Linked DNA regions of Sus scrofa: all the other regions are linked to region 3. A link is a contact called in public Hi-C and HiChIP or PLAC-seq data. All regions are on one chromosome and are shown on one strand. Each heading gives the region's core, a stretch centred on a gene start, on an enhancer-like site or on the middle of the called end of the contact. The rest is flanking DNA. Distances are from core to core; before and after follow the strand shown. Region 1 holds the start of UTRN (utrophin). Region 2 holds the start of LTV1 (protein LTV1 homolog). Region 3 holds the start of SF3B5 (splicing factor 3B subunit 5).

Region 1 (3,692 bases), core at 372-2,871, 180 kb before region 3:
AGTAATTCACTGGTGGTTGTCAGGAGAGGATCAAAGTTTCACCACTGACAATGTGCCTCTGTGGGACCCTCCCCTTCCACATCTCTAGTGGGGAAGCAAAGCCATCTTCCACACCAAGCTAGGTGAGAAAGTGAACAAGTGAATGGGATGCTGCTTTACAAGCTTTAAGCCCTTTACAATTGTAATTTATTGTTACCTCTGCTCTAGGTTCTGTTGCCTCATCATCATGTTCTGCCAAGTTTAGGCAGCTCTTTCACCCTGAAACCAAGGCCCTCACTCTATATTCACCAACTCTTTCTTGCTATCACGTGGACCACGAGTGTGTGGCAATAAACCTGGGTTGAAAGTCTGGGCCTTAGAGGCAAAACTCATGTTTTAATTTTTACATTACAAAGTGTCAGGACACAAATACGTTTAACGACGTGCAGTTATGATGGAAATACGTTGTAGGTCCTTGGGCAGAAACTATTCATTCACTTACACTAGGAACCAAAGCCTAAGAATGCTAGAGACAGTGAAAAGAGAAGCCCGGGAGGGCAGAGTTTGCCGCTCCGCCTGAAACTTGGTAAAAGACACCGCCCAGTGCCAAGAACTGCCATTCATTCTCGGAAGCGCTCCAAGGGAAGATTAATATTATTGTGATTAATGCTGTTTACAGGGGCAATCAATTTTAGGTAAACACCTGGAGGAGAGGTAAAACGCTGTCTCATCGCTTCCAGAAAAGCGAACCCCGGGGGCGGGGAATGACTCCGCGGAAACCAGGGCCCTCGCCAGCCGGGTTCCCTGCAAGCCGAAGCACCCAGGAGCTTCGCATTCCTGCAGCTCTCGCCTGACTCGTGGCGCTCTCAGCAGGCTGCGTCCCCCGGGCCCAGGAGCAACCAGCCCGCAGGGGTCCACCCGACTTCCTGAGGCCCCTCCAAGTTACAAAGGAATGGATGCGGCTGCTACCCGGGGTCCCAGAGGCCGCGAGCTCCCGCCCGAACCCCGGGAATCGGGGCCTCCCCGAACTCGGTTCACGCCGGCCAAGGCAACTGACCCTCCCAGAGCGGAGTTGCCTGGAGAACCGACCCGCGAGGCCCTGGTGAACCAGGTGACCTGGAGGGTGGTAAAGAGGAGGTTCTCTTCGGGGCATCCCAGAGAGCCGGGCAGTTAGACCCAGGTTAGACCCGACCTGCCCAGTTCGGTGTAAAACAAAATGCAGGTCCCCTAGCTCTTGGAAGTCGAGCACGTTTTCGCCTCCCCTTGAAACAACCCAGGAACGAGTTCCTGTCGTAATCTGGGGCTTGGTTGGGGGGCGGGGGGAGATTCACTTTTAACACTTCTAAAACTTGCACAGCCTATAACATTAGTGTTGGTTTTTAAATGGTTCTGGGGTAACCAGAGCCTCGGACCCGAAGCCACACAGGGCCATTGATTACCTTACCAGTTGCAGCAAGAGATGCCACGGATCCTGAAAACCCGAAGAGGCGACCGCGCAGGACTATGCACCGACAGAGCGCCCCTCGTCCCCCTCTCCAAAGCCCCACCCTCGGGAGCAGCAACGGCCCGGAGGCCAAGCACGTTTCCTGCCAGGCCGATGGCTGGGAACCTTTCCCCACCCTGTCCTTGCGGACACCTCTGGGGCCCCGCCTTCCCGGGGCTGGGGTGTGTGTGACAGGCCCTCCTAGGAAGCCACGTCCCCTCTTGGAGATCACTGGCCCAGCGCACTGGAAGGCGCGACCCTCTCACTCCCGCCAGCAGGAAGGCTGGGGGAGTCCAGAGGCAGCCCAGAACCAGTCGGAGGAGTTTGGGTCGTTTGCTACTACACGGATTCCGAGGACTTCTTCGCCCGAGCTCTCTCCACGTTTCTGGCATTCTCTGTCTCGCCACGGGGAGCTGAACTGAGGTTCCAAGGAAAGTGCACGCCAAAGTTGGTTACTTCTTCTTCAGCCTAGAAAAGGAGCTCGGGACTCTGATCCTGGGCCGAGGAACCGCAGAAAAGTCCATCCTCCTCGCAGCCTATGCCCCATTTCCCTAGGGCTGTGGTCATATTAACCGGCCCCAGGCTCAATAATGCATGGGCTTACCTGCTCCCGGGACCCGCGGGCCCGCCTCGCCTGCCAGCCGCCGCCGCCGCCTTCACGTCCGGAGCTAGCCAAGGGCTCCTCTGCTGGGCTTGGGGCGTAGTAATCGCGGGGGTGTGTACAAGCGGGAGCTTTTGTGGTTCGAAGTTTTTTTAAAAGGAAATGTGGAAAACCAGACAAGATCCGAAGAGGGGGAAAAAAATTTTTTTGACACCCGCCTGAAAACGCCCCTAACTTGTGCAATCTTCCTGCCCCGTAGTTCCGCCAAAAACAAAAACAAAACAGTCGGAGTGCAAACCTGGAACGGGAGCGCAGGCACCAAATTTGCCAAACACTAGAGTTTTCCGTCTGCAGAAATGACCCAAAAGAAAGGGGGGCACAGTTCCCCGTGATTCCCCAATCGGCTTCGGGAGCTGGAGGCTCCTCCTCGCCCCTCGGCGGGAGAAAGCCCGCGGCAGGCGGCGGCTGCCCGCTCCCCTCCTCCGAGGAAAGGCGACTCCACAACTTTGTGCGCGAGCCGCTCGCTCCTCCAGCTCCTCCTCCTTCTCCCCCCGCCGCGGGCCTGCCCCTTTGTTGGAGCGCGGAGAGGAGCGCAGGAGGCGGAGGAGGGAGGGTGGGGAGCCGGGCCGCCCGGGCGCGCGCTGCCTTCCCCTGGGAGCCGGCTCGCGTCCAGGCACCCGGGGTTCGCTCGCCCCGAGGAGGAGGTGGCCCAGCGGGTCCGGCCCGGCGGCCGGCCGGCCCAGCACTCCCACTCCCTCTCGGCTCTCCCTCCTCGCCGCCGCCGCCGTCGCCGGGCCGGCAACTTTGTTCCGAGAGACCAGGTCCTCTCGACTCCGGTTCGGCCCCGGCCCGACCCAGGCGGCCACGGCAGGCAGGGCTCCGGGAACGTGGCGCCCGGGATCACCTGACCGCGCGCGCGGTCAGTCAGCGTCCGCCCAGCGCGCCCTCCCCGCCGGCTGTAGCCCGGCTGGCGCTCGGCTGGCCTGCGGCGGCGCGCCCGGCTCCGCTCCCGAGCGGACTGCGTGCCGAGAGCCCGCAGCTGGCATGGATGCCTCGCTCTGACATGATCCCCTTTATTCAGATTATCCAAAAATGTGAGTCACACCCCCGCCAGGCAAACCTGGCCTCCAGTTAGGGTGGATTTCTTTTCTCCCTTAAGAGATGAATCTTCATTTGCCCCTCCACTCACCCCATCTCAGTGTGCTGACGTTGCTGGATTTCTAATTCCAAGGGTATATTTATTTTATATAATTTTCTTGGTGTCGTTTTTAATGTGAAGAAAAACGACATTTCGTTTTACATTCGTTCATACTGACAAGAGAGTGTTTGGGCTGACTTTATTTTTCTATTTTTTCAATATACGTGCAAACACATCTCAGAGTTTCAAGGCTGAGGTGTGGGTCAAAATAATACGTAGGACGAAATGAGTGCTGCTGTATGTGCATTTTTATTATTTACATACTTCGTTCCTGATGTGTTTCTATGATTCTTTTACGTGACCATCACGTAAAATGGGAGGCGAGGGAAATCAGCAACCTAAATTCCTAGTTTGTATAAAGAATGAGGAAAGGACAATTGATAAAGGAGCTCTGGCTTATTGCTGGTTTAACATTTGAGAGTTAATTTACC
Region 2 (3,660 bases), core at 715-3,214, 200 kb after region 3:
GGGCAGGCAATATCAACTGTGTTCAATAAAATGTATGCTACTTTTCCTCAACAAACTCCCACCCCCAACCTGCTGCATATGGAAGTTCCTGGGTCAGGAATTGAATCCCAGCTGCAGTTGTTACCTAGGCCACAGCTGCAGCAATGCAGGATCCTTAACCAGCTACACCACAGCAGGAACTCCTCAACAAACTTTTATTGGCACTTATTCTGTGCCAGATGTTGTCACAGAAGCTGGGAATACAGCAATGAGAAAATCAAAGTTCCTATTCTCAGCAAGCAATCATCAAGAACATGATTTCAGGTAAATCGACAATAAAAACAAAAAACAGTGATGTGCAAGTGACCCAAGGGTTATTTTATTTTGGCTTTTTAGGGCCGCATGTGCAGCATATGGAAGTTCCCAGGCTAGAGGTCTAATTGGAGCTGCAGATGCAGGCTTATACCACAGCCACAGCAATGCCAGATCCTTAACCAACTAAGCGGGGCCAGGAATCGAAACCACGTCCTCATGGATACTAGTTCAGTTCATTACCACTGAGCCACAATGGGAACTCCTCAAGGGTTACTTTAAATTGGATGCTAGGAGAAGGTCCCTGACAGGCTGAACCAGAAAAACAGGAGCCTGCCACAGAAAAATGTGAGGAAAAGTTCCAAGCAGGGTACACATTTCACGTACCAACTATTAAGTGAAACCATAACACAACAGCTGAAGTTTAATAAGATTCGTCATCCTTTCTACTTCTAGTTTTGAAACCGAGTAGGGCTGGGTGGCTCCTGGGCACATAAGCCTTTCTGTGTCCCTCATTTCCTGTTCTTGGGAATAAGCGTCAGCCTCCATGACCTTTCCTGAGTTCCAAAAAGTAGGTTCAAACAGCTGCTAATCAGGGAAGGGGGTGGATGCAGATGCCAGGGAGGAGCAGTCAAGAGACAACTTGGAGTAGGGTCCCAGTCCTTCCTCAAGGAATACAGATAACAATACCTTTGAGCTCTTCCCCAAAACTATAACCCCAACAAATGGAAGATGTTAATGAAGGATTCTGCATTCCAGAAAGATTACCAGCTTTGAAAAACAACAAAAGCTTGCATCTACCCTGATCCTTACCTGTGGTCCTATTTTTCACTCCCAAACTATAAAACCAGCTCCTATGCCCTCCCAAAAAGGGGCACAGTCTTTAGGGCATTAGCCTGCTGTAAACCTCCCCTCCTTTGCCTAGCAAAGCAATAAAGCTATTTCTTTTCTCCTTCACCTAAAACTCTGTCTCCCTGTTTGTATTCAGCAACAATGGACAGGAGCCGAGTTTCGATAACAATTTCACTACCCAACCTTGATTTTCTAAAATAAAAAAGCATTACTCCAGTTACCTAAGTTGCCTGGCTTCAGGGCCAACCTTCCTGTCTCTTTTCTCAGAGCAAAGAGATGGGCAGAAACCTACCCTCCAAAGTCCAGAGAGACTAGAACCCACTCTCTGCCCCACCCCGGAAAGCACAGGTTGGCATGTTTGTGCGGCATGTCACAGGTTTGCAGACGGGGGTGGGGGGCGTGTAAAGAATAGCCCATTCTGTTCTGCCCACTCCCCAAGGAGGCTTGCTTGTGGGAGACCCACTCTGAACTACAAGGCATGCCCGGAGTGGTGAGGGTAGCCTATACTGTGACACTGGGAAGCAAGCAACTTCCCTCCATATTCATACCAGCCTCCCAGTCCCAGGCCGCAGCAGCCACAGGCACTAGAGGAACCAGCCTAGCCTCTGCCAAACCAGAGCGCCCGCCCCGGAGACTGCGAGGCTTACCATGCTGCAGCCGCGCGGTCCTCACCCCAAAAGGAGGCTACCACACTCTCGGAGTCCGGCAGAAAGTGACAGAGTACACCCCGACCGCCACCGAGGTCCAGCTACAGCCCTGCCTTTACGCTGCTCCACACATGCGGCTCCGGGAACCGGCCGGGAAGTAACGCAGGAGGCTGTGGAAATGGACCAATCGCTGAGGAGCTAAGGGTCGCGACCGGAAGTTACGCAAAACTCAGGCCGTCGCAACGATCGCGAGAAGCTATTTGGAGGTGGGGCTGCTCTCCGCTGGGAGGGTCGGGCCTTTCTGGGCAGAATTAAATCAATCCGGGAAGGAAATGGAGGGCGTTTGTGCTGCGGTGAAGTGCGAAAGGGGGGGGCCGCTGGTTAAAGGGAGACCTTGCTTTTATAGCGCCTTCTGCGGAAGACAGAAGCCGTGAAACTACCATCCCCCTTGAAAGTTGTATTCCCTACCTGTCCCCAACAAAACAAAACACGAAATGTGTATGCAGAAGGAAGGTGGGCACCCTCCGGGATCACCGAGATTTCGAGTTCCCGCTCTTTAGGGCGGGCGCGGAGCTGGTCGCCTTAGCAACAGAGTATCCTGGGGCCTGGCTATTCTAGTTCGCTTAATTAGGTCTTTATTTTCCGTTGAAAGAACTGCGTTTAAACACCCAATCAACAACCCCGCCCCCGTTGACAGTAGAAGCACTTGAACTAATAAAACACATTTTCAGAATCTCTTTGGTGTTTGCATGCCTTATCTTAGGCGGAAACTAATGTTTATTCTCTTACAAGCTCTTCCTCAAATGTTTGAAAATAGTTTAAGCAAATAGGCTATAAGCACACCTTAGCCAGCTTTCAGGCAGGTGCTGGTGCACTTTCAGGTTTTCCTGGGCAAAAGAGGATGGAAATGCATTCAAAAATTTTATCAGCAGATGGTTCTTCAGATTTGTATTTCCCCTTCCCAATTTCTGGTGTCTTTCCAATATCTGAATTATCTTGAATTATTTTTATGTCCTACCTTTTACTACTGTAAATATCTATGAAATAGTATGCTTTCATTCCAGTAAAAATTATAGAAACAATTCAGATTAGGATAACTAAACTTGTCTTGGGATAGTGCTTTGCAATGAGGATAATACAGAACACTTCTATATGCTACATACTTTATTATAATTGAGCTCCATGAGTGCAGACTTTGTTTTGTTTTTATCTGTTTTATTTACTACTGTAACTATATTCAGGACCTAGAATCGTGCCTGGCACGTGTATTCAATAAATATTTGTTTAAATGAAGTGACATTCTGGCACTTTACCTGAATTATCTCAAGTCTTATAGACAATAGTAAAACTAACAACACATGGCTTGAACCTAGCCAGAACCCAGATTGGGACTTGAACCCACAGTTTTAATTTAGAATCACTCTCCTGGTGTGTGGACTTACTGAGGATCAGGAATTCAGGGAGAGGGAAAGTGACAGGCAAGAAATAGATTTAAGAGAGAACACTTGTGAGAGATGCACGCAGGCAGGCAAGGAGGCTCTGCCCAGAGGATTAGGTAGGCTAGCTACAGTTTTATAATTCAAGGGAAGTGGGGAGTGGGAAAAGACCACCTCTGAGTAGTAGCTCCTCCTTTGCATCTGGTAAGAGAGTATTTGACCCTAAAAGGCCAAACTAGGACTGTCGAGATTATTCAAATCAGCAGAAGGGCAGTCCTTAAACTCCTGCCCTTGGTCCTAAGGGTAATGACCTGAAGCATATCTCATGCTTTTATTTGGGCAAGCCTGCTTCATTCTGATGGCTTTCTTGACTGATTAACTTCAATGGTCTCCCAAAGTTCCCTAGGTTTCCCCCTCTATCTTTGGTCCCCTCT
Region 3 (3,724 bases), core at 182-2,681:
TGGTACAGGCATTTGATCCCAGAGGGAACTGTTTTACCACTAAAATTTTTTAATAAAAATTATATATATTTAAGAGGTGCAACATGATTTGATATACATATACACAATAAAATGGTACCACAAACTAATTAACATATTCACCTCCTCACAATTTTTAGTATTGATACAGTATTAACTATAGTTAACTATAGAGCTCTAAACTTACTAGTCCTATCTAACCGTAACTTTATACCAGAATAAAGATACTTTAAAGTTATCTTTCTCCCAGTAAAGAATTTATTTGGCCGTCATACAGGTTTTTTTAATCCATTCATCAGATGTTTTTTGAGAAACAATCTCTGCGAGGCTCTGTGGCTAGCATAACAGAAGCATATGATACAAGACATCATCTCTTTTTCATTAATATTTTTAAAAATATTACTATTTGAATTTATTGAACTTCGCATTTTGGGGTTTTCTTTGTGGATTTCATGCTACAAATAGATCAAGTAGATAGATGTCTCACCCTCAAAAAAAAAAAAAGACATCATCAAAAAAGTAGTTTTTCTCAAGTAGTTTGTATTCGTGTGGGGAAGTTCTTAAACCAAAAACTGGATATAAAGTGATAATAACAAAGAGATGTACAGGATGAAAAGAATTTACATCTGTCTGGAGTAGCCAAAGTCAATTTCAGGGAGATACTTTCGAGCTGACTTAAAAGGGAGAAGTGTTTGCCAGGGGAACAAAAGCATTCCACGCAGATGGAACAGCTCGTACAGAGAACTGGAGAGAGCAGCACGGGAACGTTTGAGAAGTAGAGGCTGAGGGCCTGTAGGTGGGGTGAAACTTGTTGGGAGGATGTCAAAATTAGAAGCTCAAAAGGAGGAGCCTGTTGTGGGGGCCTGAATGTGTCGGAACTGGTGCTGTACTTAGGTCACTAGGCGGGAAACGGCGGCCCCGCAAGCGATGAAAGAAGTTTCCACACAACTTGTAAGAGACATGGCTGGGGTCAGACCTTGAGTTTCCTGACTTCAGGGTGATCCACCCCTGGTTGTGAAACGGCTACTGTACCCTCTGTAGCTCCGAAAGCGGAATTGCACAAAGAGCTCCTTTCCCCAGTTGCTTACAGCCTTGTACTACTTGTTTCCCACTTCCTCTCGGCCCCCCATCCGCCCGAGGATGCTTCCTGCCTCCCAAACACCGCAGTCCATTCAGTCTCTCAAACCCACACACAGAGGTCCCAAGAAGTCTCTGCGAACCAACCCTCGGAAACCACAAGTCCCAGCATGCAAAGCTCCTGTTAGAAAAGGGCCGCTAGATGGACCAGCATGCAACGCTCTGCGAAGGAGGCGGGGCTCTCTATAGGGAAGGCCCACTGGTAGCGTTGCCGAGGCAACTCCAATTCCGTGACAGAATACACTTCCGCCTGGGAGGCCGGGGACCGCGAGTCGCGCTGCTTTGTCGCTGTGACGCCATCCACCTGCGGCCGCGCGTGTACAGAGGTTCCGGCGGGTGGCTCCTCTCCGGCTTGAAACCTTAGAGCGGCTTCTTCTCGTCTGCGGCTTCTGACCTGCGAGCAAAGGAAAAAGCAACGAGATGACAGACCGCTACACCATCCACAGCCAGTTAGAGCATCTGCAGTCCAAATACATCGGCACCGGCCACGCCGACACCACCAAATGGGAGTGGCTGGTGAACCAGCACCGCGACTCCTATTGCTCCTACATGGGCCACTTCGACCTTCTCAACTACTTCGCCATTGCCGAGAATGAGAGCAAAGCGCGAGTCCGCTTCAACTTGATGGAGAAGATGCTGCAGCCTTGCGGCCCGCCCGCCGACAAACCGGAGGAGAACTGAGACCTCACCGTCTCACCGCTGTACGTGAGCACCTCTCTGCGTTCCTCCGGTTTGTCGTCATTCCCGCGGGTTCCTCTCCCAAGTGGACGGATTCTTCATAGCTCTGCTTTTCGTGCTTTCTTTGTACAGAGGTCCTTACCCGGGGCGTTCCGTCCGACCTGCCTTCCTGTGGAACAAAGTGTTGGGAGACCCGTCATAACCCCTGAGAAACTGAACAGTGGAGAGATCCTAAAGTCTGCAGACGTTAGAGGAGATATGGCTGGAGTGAGATGGGATTAAGAGGCTCGTTTTTGGCTAGTTGACTGTCTTCGTTGCTTTTTCTATAAAGTTTAGAAATGTTTCGGTCTCTTGGTGTGGACTACTTGTGTTCTGGTGGAGGGGCCAAGGAGGGCTCTGGGACTGTGGTTTGCCGGGTGGCGGGGGGTATAAAGAAGGGAAGGGTTGGGGAGGGGTTCAACAGTAGCACAGGGCCAAAGTTCGTTGCCAGACACTTAAATACGCTCTTTATAATATTCTCCAACCCTGACTTCTCCCAGGAACTTTTCTCAGGCCCTTAACACATTCACTATTGAGGTTTGTGATCACTGTGTCCTTTTTCTTTCATACAAAAAAAAAAAATCTTGACTCGCTTTGCCTTCTCTCTGTAGATTACACCTCTTTCTTTTGGAAATACGTGGACATATCTTGAGTATTGACAAACTGTCAAATTAGTTCTTAAATTCATTCAGCAAATACGTGTTGAATTTTATGTGGCAGGCTTTAAGGACCTATATTACACTGGTTGGGGGAGCAGAAGACCACAAAATTTGCAGACATAAGCAAGCACATGTTGGAGGGTGCTGTGGAGAATGAGAGTAGCAGTAGGGTTGCAGTTTTAAGTAGAATGCTCAGGAGTTCCCATCCTGGCTCAGCGGAAACAATCTGACTAGGATCCATGAGGATGCAGGTTTGGTCCCTGACCTCACTGAGTGGGTTAATGATCCGGCTTTGCTGTGAGCTGCAGTGTAGGTGGCAGATATGGCAGGGATCCTGTGTTGCTGTGGCACAGGCCAACAGCTACAGCTCTGATACAGTCCCTAGCCTGAGAACCTCCATATGCCACCGGTGTGGCCCTAAAAAAAAAAAAATCCATAAATAAGATGTTCATGTTAAACTATTGAGAAGGTAACATTTAAGCAGAGACTTTAAGGAAATGAGGGAAATACCATGCGGAAAACTGGGGAAATCGTTTCCCAGGTAGAGGGAACTGCCAGTGCAATGTTCCTACTACAGGGATTGTGGCAGGCTTACTGGAAAAACAGCAAACAAACAAGTATGATTGAAGGGAGTGAGTGAGGGAAAGAGTAGAGGGATAGATTATGGAGGGAAACAGATAAAAGTAGAGCCTGATTGGCCAGTGTAAGGACTTGTGGCTTTTACCCTAAAGAGGTGGGGAGCCATTGGAAGATTATTAAGTGATACAGTCTGACATATTTTAGATCAGTGGGTCTCAAATGTTTTGACCTTTGGACATAATTACATTCTTAGAAATTCTTCAAGACCCCCACAGAGCTTTTGTTTTTGAGAGTAATAGCTGTTGATAGTCACCAAGCTAGAAATTAAAACAGAAAATTTAAAATACCTAGTAATTCATTTTAAAATAGCAATAGTAAAACTATTACGTGTTAACAACATTTTTGTGAAAAATAACTACTTTCCAAAACAATTTAGTGAGAAGAATGGTGCCTTAAAAAAAACAAAACAAAACAGGCGTTCCCAGTGTTGGCCTTGGTAACGAACCTGACTAGTATCCATGAGGACTCTGGTTCAATCCCTGGCCTCTCTCAGTAGATTAGAGTTCTGGCATTGCTGTGAGCTGTGGTGTAAGTTGCAGCCATGATTGGAGTCT

Evidence for each region. A called contact is a pair of places that touch in the nucleus more often than the background predicts. HiChIP or PLAC-seq counts read pairs in DNA pulled down with a chosen protein or histone mark.
Region 1: an H3K27ac HiChIP or PLAC-seq map of alveolar macrophages shows a contact between it and region 3. The contact joins the promoter of UTRN here to the promoter of SF3B5 in region 3. A contact is called at or near these places in 2 of 5 promoter capture datasets (fetal liver and liver), 8 of 47 Hi-C or Micro-C datasets (alveolar macrophages, brain, embryonic fibroblasts and 5 more) and 2 of 2 datasets of contacts at active chromatin or transcription factors (alveolar macrophages and skeletal muscle).
Region 2: a Hi-C map of liver shows a contact between it and region 3, with 2.1 times the contacts expected there. The contact joins the promoter of LTV1 here to the promoter of SF3B5 in region 3. A contact is called at or near these places in 1 of 5 promoter capture datasets (liver) and 2 of 47 Hi-C or Micro-C datasets (heart right ventricle and liver).

The regions. Positions count from the first base shown.
Region 1 is chr1:21,046,306-21,049,997 of Sscrofa11.1, forward strand. UTRN (utrophin) reads right to left here and starts at 1,622. Exons shown (of 75, transcript XM_021072273.1): 1 at 1,424-1,622.
Region 2 is chr1:21,428,288-21,431,947 of Sscrofa11.1, forward strand. LTV1 (protein LTV1 homolog) reads right to left here and starts at 1,965. Exons shown (of 11, transcript XM_021087123.1): 1 at 1,791-1,965. The coding sequence starts at 1,793.
Region 3 is chr1:21,229,833-21,233,556 of Sscrofa11.1, forward strand. SF3B5 (splicing factor 3B subunit 5) reads left to right here and starts at 1,432. Exons shown (of 2, transcript XM_003121152.4): 1 at 1,432-1,856; 2 at 1,966-2,182. The coding sequence starts at 1,576. The coding sequence ends at 1,836.